Regions from separate parts of the Sus scrofa genome. Here region 2 is linked to region 1. Evidence: chromatin contacts called from public Hi-C data. All regions are on one chromosome and are shown on one strand. The core of a region is the stretch at or near the end of the contact, and the rest is flanking DNA. Distances in the headings are between cores, read along the strand shown. Region 1 holds the start of CCDC13 (coiled-coil domain-containing protein 13). Region 2 holds the start of ZNF662 (zinc finger protein 662).

Evidence for each region. Hi-C and Micro-C count contacts between places; a contact is called where the count stands out from the background.
Region 2: a contact with region 1 is called in a Hi-C map of liver, with 1.7 times the contacts expected there. The contact joins the promoter of ZNF662 here to the promoter of CCDC13 in region 1. A contact is called at or near these places in 2 of 5 promoter capture datasets (fetal liver and liver), 11 of 47 Hi-C or Micro-C datasets (alveolar macrophages, blood, embryonic fibroblasts and 6 more) and 1 of 2 datasets of contacts at active chromatin or transcription factors (skeletal muscle).

The regions. Positions count from the first base shown.
Region 1 is chr13:26,262,500-26,268,327 of Sscrofa11.1, reverse strand. It overlaps CCDC13 (coiled-coil domain-containing protein 13), which reads left to right and starts at 2,629. Exons shown (of 18, transcript XM_013981522.2): 1 at 2,629-2,925.
Region 2 is chr13:26,305,360-26,311,542 of Sscrofa11.1, reverse strand. ZNF662 (zinc finger protein 662) reads right to left here and starts at 1,560. Exons shown (of 4, transcript XM_013981527.2): 1 at 1,494-1,560. It also overlaps a transcript of ACKR2 not described here.

The DNA of each region.
Region 1 (5,828 bases), core at 1,380-3,879:
ACTGCGCCACGACGGGAACTCCCCTGATGGCTTTCTTGAGCGACTGTTAACATACAGCAGTCTCCCAAAGTTCCCTAGGTTCTCCTCTCTATTTATGGTCCCCTGTTGGGACTTCTACAACCACCAGTGTAACTATCTTACTCTATCCCTATCATCTCCCCCTTTGGGTGTTTTTCCCCTTTATGCTTAAAGGTGGGTATTGGGCCTGACCTTTCAGTAACTACTTCCTGCTGAGATAGGATGTAGGCGTGCCAAGGGAAGGAGTAAAACACCTGGCTTAACTGTCCCTTCTCTGTTAGGAGGCCTTAAACCAATGTTACTCTATTTAACCCTCTAGTTATCAGAACCACAATGAGATGTCACTACACACCTACTAGAACAGCTAAAATACAAAAGAGTAACAACATCAAACACTGGCAAGGATGTGGAGAAACTGGATCACTCATACATTGCTGAAGGTAATGTAAAGTGGCAACCACTGCTCTACAAAACAGGTTGATAGTTTCTTACAAAACTATGATTACCATGCATTCCTGGGCATCTATCCCAGAAAAATGAAAACTTAGGTTCCCACAAAAACCTATCCATGAATCAGCTTTATTTGTAATATCCCTAAACTGGAAACAGCCCAGATGTCCTTCAACAGGTGAATGGTTAAATAAGCTGTGGTATATCCACACCATAAAAACTACTCAGTAATAAAAAGGAACAATTTACTGATATACACAATAACTTGGCTGAATCTCCAGAGAATTATTCTGAGTAAAAAAAGTCAGTCCCCAAAGGTTAAATACTATATTATTTCACTTATATAACATTTCTGAAATGACAAGATTTAAAAATGGAGAACAGGAGTTCCCATTGTGGCTCTAGATTAAGGACCTGACATAGTTTCCGTGAGGATGCGGTTTGATCCCCAGGTTCACTCAGTGGGTTAAGGATCCAGTGTTGCTACAAGCTGCAGCGTAGGTCACAGACGCAACTTGGATCCTTTGTATATTGCTGTGGCTGTGGTGCAGGCCTGCAGCTGCAGCTCTGATTCAACCCCTAGCCCAAGAACTTCCATATGCTACAAGTGAGGCCCTAAAAAGAAAAAAGAAAAAAAAGGAACTCTTGCAACGCAACATAAAAAAGCCAAAAAAAAATTTTTTTTGGGGGGGAGCTGTACCCACAGCATACATAAGTTCCCAGGTTGGGGTTGAATCAGAGCTACAGCTGCCAGCCTATGCCACAGCCACAGAAAGGTGGGATCTGAGCCACGTCGGCAACCTACACCACAGCTCAAGGCAATGCCGGATCCTTAGCCCACTGAGCGAGGCCAGGGATTGAACCCACTGAGCCACAACAGGAACTCCCTAACTTAATTTTAAAAACAGACAAAGGATTAGAATAGACATTACTTCACAGAAGACATGTAAAAAGCTAACAAGCACAAGATGCTCAAAATCATTTATTAGGAAAAGGCTAATCACTACCATGATACATGGTACCGTGTAAGTGTGAAAAATAAAAATGGAGAACAGATTGGGGGTCACCAGGGGTTAGGGCCTTTGGGGCTGGGGAGGTAAGAAGGGGGTGTGGTCATAAAAGCCCAAAAAGAGGAATCCTTGTGATTTAAGTTGCAGTATCTTGATGATGCTGGAGGATACATAAACTTACATGTGATAAAACTGTACAGAACTAAACACACACAAACACATACACATACACAAAATGAATACAAGTAAAATTAGGGAAATCATAGTAAGATAGGTGGACTGTATCAACGTCAATATTCTGGTTGTGACATTGCACTAGCGTTCTGCAAAATGTGGTCTGGTGCCTCACCTTCAAACATGTCTATGGGATAAACGTATGAGGTAAAAAAGAAAAACAACCATGAGATATCTAAAGACTTTCAAATTATAAAGACCTTGGTAAATATTTGGAAACCTTTCTTGGATCTCTTTTCCTAGAAATTTGTCTCCCAACTCCATATAGCCTTGAATATAGTAGCGACTTAAATTGGGAAGTGTCTTTTTTAAAGCACACACAAGTGTTTTCCACTATGAAAATAAACCATGTTCACCATATTTTAAAACCTCTTAAGTGCAAAAATAAAAACACAGCACTGCAATTCCAGCGCCCGAATATAACCATTTTTACTTTTAGTATTTCTATGCATTACTCCCCAGTCTTGTTTGTGGTCCTAGTTTTAAAAAACACATCTTCACTTACTCAGCAGTTACTATTTTGTGTCCTGCCTTTTTCACTCACCGTTGCAAAATAACCTCTTCCCCACACTGTTCTATATTTTCCAAGACAGTCCGAATGGCTACGTCAAATTTCATGGTGGGATTACTCACTTTAATTCCCCCTCGGGACTGCGGGATGAACATCTCTGCGCAGAACGTTTGGCCCACAAAACTTTTAAAACACATTCCAGAAGCGAACTACTGGGCAACTTTAAAGTCTCAGACACAAGACGTCCTCTTGCAAGTACCACCGCGCCCATTCAATTACCGCCAAACCGGGACCACCCGCACCTCTAAACCTTTCCGAATTCCGTGTGCCCTCTCGGCCGCCGTAGACTCGTGATGACGTCACGCAGCGGCGTGGCTGGTTTCCCTGGTGACGGTTGCCAGGGTAGCGCTAGAAGGCGTCTAGAAGAGGTGACAAAGCTGCTGCAATCACAGAAAGGAGCAGCGGAGTGACCGCTGTAAGTGCAAGGGAAAGTGCAGAAGGGCCAGGCTGGAGCCAGAGAAGCTGGCTGGAGGCCGAGCGCGCTGCTGCGGGCCGGATACTCACTGCCTGTTGGGCGCAGAGCGAGGACGCAGGGAGAGGACTCACCTTCATTCGTTCTGTGAATCTTCACGCACAGCCTCCTTCCGTCTCCAGGCAGACATTCGTGTGCCGCGCGGTACAGGGGTTTGTGAGGAGCCGAGGGTGAGTCACCTGCCCAGAGTCACAAAGGTGGCATAGTCAGAATAACTGAGGTCTGCCTGACCAGCGCCCCTCCTGGTCTCAGCTATGGAGCCCTCCTGCACCACACTGAAGGTGGCGCTGAAATACTCCACTAGGCGGCATCCCTACCCCCATCTCCCAACCCCAGGGCCAGACCGCACAGGACAGGGACTTGGAGAACGGAGTCCCCCTGCACTGATGCTGGCCTGGCAGGCAGTCGAGCAGCTTGTCCTGCACTGTAGAGGGCGCACCAGTAGGCCTCTCAGCGGCTCTTCTCCACCCCCAGTACCCTAGGCTGTTGCTGGAAATACTCGACAAAAACAGTGAAAAGAGCGGCGAGGGAGGAGGAAAGAAGGGTAGGAAGCGGGCAGAGAAAGGAAGAGGGAAAGGGAAAAGATAGACTGATGAGGATAAGGACGTTTCTTGCCTGGAAGTCCCCTCAGCCTTTCTTCACCAGTCCTGGTTCCCTAAGCATTTAACTGCCTGAGGGATATTTGTTTCGCCGAAGGTACCAGAGAGGTGGGTAGGTGGTACTCTCCTCATCCCATGGCTCTAAATCCTTCCTGAGCTGTGAGTTCCTTCCCTACAGTCTTAGCCTTAACTTAAAAAAAAAAAAAATTAATTGATAGGACTTCATTTTTTAGAGCAGTTTTAGATTTTCAGAAACACTGAACAGTGTTTCTCTCTTTCCTCCATGATGAGCAGCTTGCATTGTCGTGATACATTTGTTATTGATAATACTATATATTAACTTTAAAAGTCCACAGTTTACAGTAGGGTTCACTTTTTGTATTGTACAGTTCTATGGGTTTTGCCAAATGCGTAATGTCAGGTGTCCACCACTAAAGTATCACACAGAATGGTTTCACTGCCCTAAACTCCCTGTGTTCCACTGTCCCAAACTCCCTGTGTTCCACTGTCCCTTCCTCCTTCCCTCTTCCCAGCCTCTGGCAACCATTGATCATTTTACAGTTTTGCCTTTTCTAGAATGTCATATGGTTGGAATCATACAGTTTACAGCTTTCCTTTCCAATCTATAAGGGTTACTTTTCCTCTCCCACTGCCCAGAAACAGGAGAGGATATTCCTCTGATTTTCACAGTGAGAATCTGGTAAGGCTTCTGGAGATAAAATTGATGAAAGCAATGGGCCCCCCTAGGGTTGGATCCCTTGGAGTTTTAAACGCTTAAGCTTGTCCATACTGAGCCTCCAACATTTCATCAATTACACTTTAAACTCTTCCTACTAATTCTGGTTCTAGCTGTAGGCTTCTGTTCCCCGTAAACTGTGATTCTCTGTATTCATCTGTCTCTCCAGTTTTGAGGGAAGCAGTTTGCCCTGTGACCTCAATTCTCTGATGGATCTAAGTTCCACTGATTTACAGTTGTTAATTTTTAGTTTGTTCAGCTTTTTTCTTGTTGTGAGGATGAGAGTGACAACTTCTTAACCCTTTACATGTCAGAGGTTCTACTCAGCCTTAACTCTTGAAACTCTCTGTATCTCACTTCTACTACTTAAGTCCAATGCAAGTAACACGACCCTGGTGCTCCAGAGCATCACAGATAGAAGGCACAAATGTAATGGAGAGACATTTTAGGAGACTATGTTAAGCATTTGTTACAATTAATTGTGAATAGCCTGTTCACTGATACAGCAACTGATTACCAAGGATGGTTAGACTAAGGAAAGTCAAATTCATTCATTTGTTCCAGAGGCATTTACTGAGCACCTACCATGTGCCAAGTACTGTTACAGGTTTGTGATACAGCCATGGACAAAACAGATTCAGATGTGTGCTCTCATGCTATTGGGAGAAGACCGATCATAAATAGGTAAAATATGCTGTAGGTCAGATGGTGAAAAGTGTGATGGAGAAAAATAAACCAGGGCAGAGGAGAGGGAGTTCAGAAGATGAAAGCAGGGAAAGCTCCCAGGGTGGTTCCAGTGTGCAATAGGCATGGGAACCTCTGCCTTACCTGCTGGTGACAGCCTCCCAAGTTGCCCTCCTGACTTGCTATTGAGCCAAAACAATTGTTAATAGCTCTTCCTTTCACTCTCCAAAGTCACCTAGTTTGGAAAACAAAGTATATGGTTGTGCCTTCTTACAATAAAATAAGGAATCACAGGGTAAATTTTAAACTGTATTAGTTACATTTTCAAATAATAGGCTCAGTAGAGTTCTATTAAATCTCTAAACACCTTTTCATATGAAAGATCTCTAAATTGGGTCAGCAATCTCAACTACAGTCCAAATCCAGCTCACTGTCTGCTTCTACAATAAAATTGTATTGGGACACAGCCATACCTACTCATTTACATAGTCTTTGGCTGCCTTCTGCTACAATGGCAAAGCACAGTAATTGCAACAGAAACCATAGGGCCCTCAAAGCCTAAAATACTTACTATCTTGCCCTTTACAGAAAAAGTCTGATTTGCCAGAATTTACAACATTGAGGCTGATAGTTAAGTTACTGGGTTTCCCGTCTTTTGGTACACCCTGTGGTACCTGGCTGTGGCTGTGGCACATTCAGCAGAGGGGTCCAGGAGTTCCTGCACTTTGAGGGTCCCCAAAATCACCTTCAGTTTAATGATTTGAAGCTGGGGTGGCCATGAGTATGATAAAGAGAGTGGTATCAGTGGGAATAGAAATATGAAGACAGATTTGAAGACATTTATGGAGAAGCAAGATATTTGACTAACTGGATGGTGGGTAGACAATGGGACTTTAGTTCGTTTTAAGGGAAGGATGCTTAACACCAGCTAACTTTAAAATCATGTGGGGATCATTTAGAAATTCCTGTGTCCATGCTCTATTAAATATTCTATTCATGTGAAATTCAAAAATATACAAAACATCCAGAATGGATGATCAGAAAGGAACTCTGA
Region 2 (6,183 bases), core at 311-2,810, 44 kb before region 1:
ATGCTGCAGAAGTGGCTCTAGAAAAGGCTAAAAGACAAAAAAAAAAAAAAAAAAAACCTCCCCATAACCCTATCCCCCTCGAAAATAACCCTTGGGAACGTACTGGTATATCTTGTCTGTTTTCATGCCCAGAGCCCCATCTGCTGCACTGCACTTCCCTGGGTTTGTGGACTCAGAGCTTGGCTGGAAGAGATCAGTCTTGTCTGCACAGGGGAGGAGGCCCCTTGAAGCTTCCTGCTCCCTGGGATCTGTGAGGCCCGCCCACTCCCCATGCTCCCTGGGACCCCAACATTACTCACTGTTTCCTGGCTCTTATCTGGGATGTTTGTAACACTGATAAAATCACAAAAGCAACCCCTCCTCCCAAATCTTATACCAATTATTAAAAACTAAGCAGTTTTACAGCACGACTCTTCAAGGAGCTACTGCTGAAGATTTTCACATATTTCCCGAATCGTTTTGGCTTTTTTTTTTTTTTTTCCTTCTCTTGCTGCCTGAAATTTCACCACTCGCTCCTCACATTTGCATTTCAGCATTATGCTGGGGTCGAAATGAAACACCCTCCCACTGCCACTGTCCCAAGGAAGACTGGTACACTCAGCATGATGCAGTCTGGAAAAATAGACATTCTACAGATTAGTCCCCCCCCCCATTTTTTTTTTTTTAATGGCTGCACTTGCAGCATATAGACGTTCTGGGGCCAGGGCTGTATCGGAGCTGCAGCTGCAGCAATGCCAGATCCTTTAACCCACTACTACCCACAATGAGAACTCCCTCTGCAGCAACCAAAGCCAACACAGTCAGATTCTTAACCCACTGTGCCACAGTGGGAACTCCCAGATTAGTTCGTGTCTTGATGGCTGAGTAACCCTGGGCAAAATTACTTAACCTCTCTGAGTCTTAGTTGTCGTACCTATAAAATGCCTCCCTGGTGGCATTTTTATAATTAAATAAGTGCCTGGCACCTAACTATTTGCTCCTTTCCAGGCCCTAAGATGACACTTAGCTCAAGCTGGGATGGATAAGAGGGGATCCTGGGACTATTCGGGGCAGATGGAGAGGACTGAGAACTTGGTGGGGGCAGCAAGAGAGGATGGGGGAGCAGCACAAGGAGAGAGTGTGGCTGTGCGTTCAGCCCTGGGTGGGGTGCCTATAAAGGCCTTCACATCTGTCTCCATCAGAGCTCAGCCCAGAGGGGAAAGGGGGTGCCTGAGGTCACCTAGCCATGTCTGGTACCAAATCTCAGGGGCTTGCAGAGTCCACAAAGCAGATTCTCAGAGCCAGAGTCAAGGGGACAAGGGGTACCACCTTGCTCCCCAGCTGCTGGGGCAAGTACTTCAAGAGCTGCCTTGGAGAGAAGCACCACACGCAGCCCAGTTAGCACCTGCCTCACCACACACCTGTCCCCACTCTCCATGCCACTGGATCCAGTCTCTCCATCCCTGTGGCCCCTGCGTAGGGTCCACCCCATTCCAAGAGAGGCTGTAACCTACCAGAGTCAGACCCGCTTGCCCGGGGATGTCCACCTGCACCCAGGAGGAGCACAGCAGCGCCCAGGAGGAGCACAGCAGCTTCCCTTCTTCCTCAGGGAGGTGCAGTGGGAGTGAGTCTCTTCATAAGCTCTTCCCCACCCTGGGCAGCTTCCAGCACACATCCTGCTTTCCAGCTGGAACCCTTTATGCCTGCCCCACCTCTGCTACACAGCCACAAGCTGTTTCCCTAATTGAAAAATGAGTCAAGCTGAAATAACTGCCCCCGTGAAAGAGCATTGCCCCCCAAAATAATCTAATTACTCTGGAAAACACTGTGTGCCCAAACACACTTCTTGGCATGATTTCCCACAGCTGGGCCAAGGATGCTAACAGCCTCAGGCCAGACCTCCAGACCTTTGCTCACCCTGTCCCCTATTGAGGTGGCCTTCCCAACCTGCAGCTTCAGTGGTCCTGGAGGGCACCAAGCCACAGCAAGATCCTGCCCCCATCGGCCCCCAACTCAGCTTCTTTCTTCTTGACTCCTTCTGAGCTGTGCTGTGTCTGCTTCAGCCACAGTGTCAGTGATATTCTCACCTCCTAGATGTAACCAACCCACCTTCCCTCTTTCCCCTTCCCCGCTCCCCCACCACTCCCATCATGGCCCATATCTCTGTACAGCTAGCTGTCTGTCCACCTCTCTGCTCCAGACTGGGTCACATGCTCCCAGGCCAATGACTATATCTGACCCCACCAGCCTGAGCCCAGAGCCAGGCAAGGGCAGACTGAATGAACAAATGTGTGTGTGCAACACACTGCCTGCCATTTGCTTGGTAGTATGAGGATACCTCTCTGCTAGGACAGCACTTGTGCACCAGGGTCAGTGTCTCAGCCACCTTCACTTCCAGCCCCACTGGCAGCCTGACACACAGCAGGTACTTGCTGCATGCTCATTGTCCCTACCTGAATTGAGCAGTAATTGAAGAGCAGAGGCTTACAGGCCTGGCATCAGAGTCACAGAGAGCTTGAATCTGGCTCTGTGTGTACCTGCTGTGTGACCTAGAGATGGTGGCTTTACCTCTCTGATCCTTGGTTTGCAGCTCTTTAATGGGGGCAGGGATGGTGCCTCTCTCAGACAGGCATGATAAGAACTGAATGTCCCCAGAAACATAGACAAAGACTTAGACATTTGCCTTTCTCTGGGGTCAACAGGGCACCCAGAGTGGAGACCAAGCCTGTGATGGCTTCTCATGTCAACAGACGGGAGCAGGGGACCTTCCTAGTGGGTGGGTCTCCAAGTCTCTCCAGGCCAAATGCTAATTACCAATAGGGAGAATAAGGCCACAGAGCGTCCTTCTCAGTACATGAAACCAGAGGGACCTGACTTCAATATGGTTCGTTACTGGGAGGTAATTTTGATCGCTTGGTCAGGTGGTGTCTGCCAGGTTTTTCCACTATGAAATCACCACTTATTCCTTTGTGCTTAAATATCTTGTGGGAAGGTACTTTGAAATTATGCAAAAACCTGTTATGCTTTTACAACTGATTTTAGCTTGTATTTGATGACGTTTTCATACAAATAGGCCTTCTTCCTATTTATTTACTTTATTTATTTATTTATTTGCTTTTTAGGGCAGCACTCTCGGCATATGGAAGTTCCCAGGCTAGGGGTCGAATCGGAGCTGCAGCTGCTGGCCCATGCCACAGCCACAGCAACCTGGGATCTGAGCTGAGTCTGCACCTACACCTCAGCTTACAGCAACACTGGATCCTTAACCCACTGTGCGAGGTCAGGGATGGAACCCGCATCCTCATGGATCCTAGTCGGGTTCGTTAAATGCTGAGCCACGGAGGGAACTCTCCCTATTTATTTGTTTATATCCATGTAGACTCATGAGTATTCATTTTATTCCATTATTATCATCATTTCTTTGGTTGTTCAAATCATCCTCCTTTGAAATATCTTGTTCCACCTGCTTCCTGTTGACTTGATTTTCCAGCCACAGCCCATCAAACACCTACTCCCAGGAAGGCAGGGCAGGTCATGGGGGGAGCTGAGTCTTTGCATGAGGGGCTAGGTTTCCCTGGAAGTCACTTCCCAGCAATAGCTGGACCTTTTCCAAGGATGGGCAGGTTCCAGTCAGGGGAAATTAGTCATGGCTCCAGAGCCAGGTAGTTCCAGGCAGAGCTGGCCAGGTAGGCCCAGGTCCTTCTGCTGTTTTCCGGTCCAGCATTCTGCCCTCCGTCCCAATCCTGACCCTGCCCATAGCAGCACCAGCCAACCTCATGCCCTGAGCTTTTCCTCCTTGACTCCTCCTTCTCTGCTCTGCTGCATGAAGAGAAGTGCAGAGAAGCTCAAGTGGCAGACAGCCGGGCAACCCTTACCTAAATTCCTTCCTACCGAGGAACTGCTCTCCACCCAGGGGATAGTTACCAGCTGTCCTCCGCTGGCCCCAAGGGCAGCCAAGGCACAGACTGCAGTGCACTGCAGCAAGGAAGTCAGCCAAAAAGTGGGACTTTCCATGTCATCTTTACTAGGCTGACATACTCCTAACTCACTGCACGGTCCACGGATTACAGTGAAAAGTGGTATCACATTTTCAAAACACCTGCTCCTCTCTTCAGCCAAGCACTGACTATGAACCTGTCAACCTTTTGTAATTGCCTCTTCCCTCCTGTCCTCCACCAGCCAGTTCTAGGTCTGCTTCCCCCAGAAGCCTCCCCAAGCATCTCCAGGCCTCCCTGGTGCCCTGCTCTGAGCTCCTCAAGTCTCTAAAGGGCAAATCTGTCCTGCAATGACTGCACAGTCCCAAAGATCAGGGGCCTTGTACATCTGCATGCAGAGTACCCAGCACTACCCACACAGAACAGGAACCAGAGAGCCAGTGATTTGCGGGTGGAGCCCAGTCAGCTCTTGACAAACTGACTTTTAGATGAAAGAGACCCGATTTAGCCCTACCTCAGCCTCTCACTTGCTGTCTCTTTCTCTCCATTCTTCTGTATTCTTTGGGCCGAGTTCACCCCATTCTGGGCTCCAGGGTCTTACAGTTGGAATTCCTAAACAGAAACATGCCCCTGAATTTAGAAGTTCTCTTAGTGTCTCTGTTTAGCCACCTCGATTAGATGTTGTGCCAAAATCTCAGACCAGCTTCGTCCTATCATGTTCCACTGACGGCTCAACAGGAGGAAATGTTCGTCTCACCTCTTCCATTTCCTCTTTCTGCACCGACCCTGCCAGCAAGCCCCCTCCAGCCACCCCAGACACATGTTGTCTCCCCTCTTGTACATCTGCCCAGAGTCTCATGTTCAGGGTCTTGGGGGCAGGGGCTGCTTTCAGCTAAGGTGGGAGGGTGTATATAAACTATTCACCACTTTCCAGTCCCTTCCCTTGATACAAACACATTTGTTTGAAATCAACATATTTATTCATTTATCAAAATACCTTCCACTGGAGTTCCTGTTGTAGCGTAGTGGAAATGAATCTGACTAGGAACCATGAGGTTGCAGGTTCGATCCCTGGTCTTGCTCAGTGGGTTAAGGATCCGGCGTTGCCGTGAGCTGTGGTGTAGGTCACAGATGTGGCTCAGATCCTGTGTTGCTGTGGCTGTGGTGTAGGCCGGTGGCTACAGCTCCGATTGGACCCCCAGCCTGGGAACCTCCATATGCTGCAGGTGCGGCCCTAAAAAGGACCCAAAAGGAAAAAAAAAAAAAAAAAAAAGGCAACTCCTTATAGGTCGAAATAAAATATGCACTCAAATCTCTGTCTCTGGGTCTGTGGGACACTTACCTATATGCTCTATCCAAGGATTGTCCCTTTGTGTTGCCACAATGCTGACCCAAATCCAAGGGTACAAATTCCTTCTATCAGAGAGGACCACGCTGCCTCCTCAGATTCCACAGGACAGTGGGTCCCAGGAGAAATGAAGTGGAACAACACAGAGGCTACTTTAGGAGAGGATCTGCTCCACCCAGATATTACATATCGCAGTGGGAAATGTGGCCACAAAATGAGGAAACCATGAGATATGTAAATCTGGTAAGAAGTTCCTGTTGTGGTGTGGTGGTAGCTCCAATTAGACCCCTAGCCTGAGAACCTCCATATGCCATGGTGCAGGCCTAATACGCAAAAAAAATTTTAAATTAAAAAAAAAACATTAATTGGAAATATGATGAAATGTTTGGAAGCAGTCCTGGGTGTGGGCTGAAATCTGCAAAAAGGAACATTTGCGTGATTTTAGGAAGGTGACTGAGAAAACTTCCAGGGCCCTTATTTGGCCTAATTCCAGGCCTCCCTTCTAGAGAAGTCATCCTCCTGGAGGTGGAGGGCTTTAGGCGCACAAATGGGCTTGAGAACCATTCATATAAACATAGCACATTAGGAGTTCCCGTCATGGCTCAGTGGTTAATGAATCTGACTAGGAACCATGAGATTGTGGGTTCAATCCCTGGCCTTGCTCAGTGGGTTAAGGATCCAGCATTGCCATGAGCTGTGGTATAGGTCGCAGACATGGCTTGGATCCCACGTTGCTGTGGCTCTGGTGTAGGCCAGCAGCTATATAGCTCCGTTTCAACCCCTAGCCTGGGAATCTCCATATGCCGTGGGTGTGGCCCTAGAAAAGACAAAAAGATAAATAAATAATAAATAAATAATTTAAAAAATAAACATAGCACATTAGCCACCCAGCAAAATTAATATGCCTCCATGGCTCAGAGG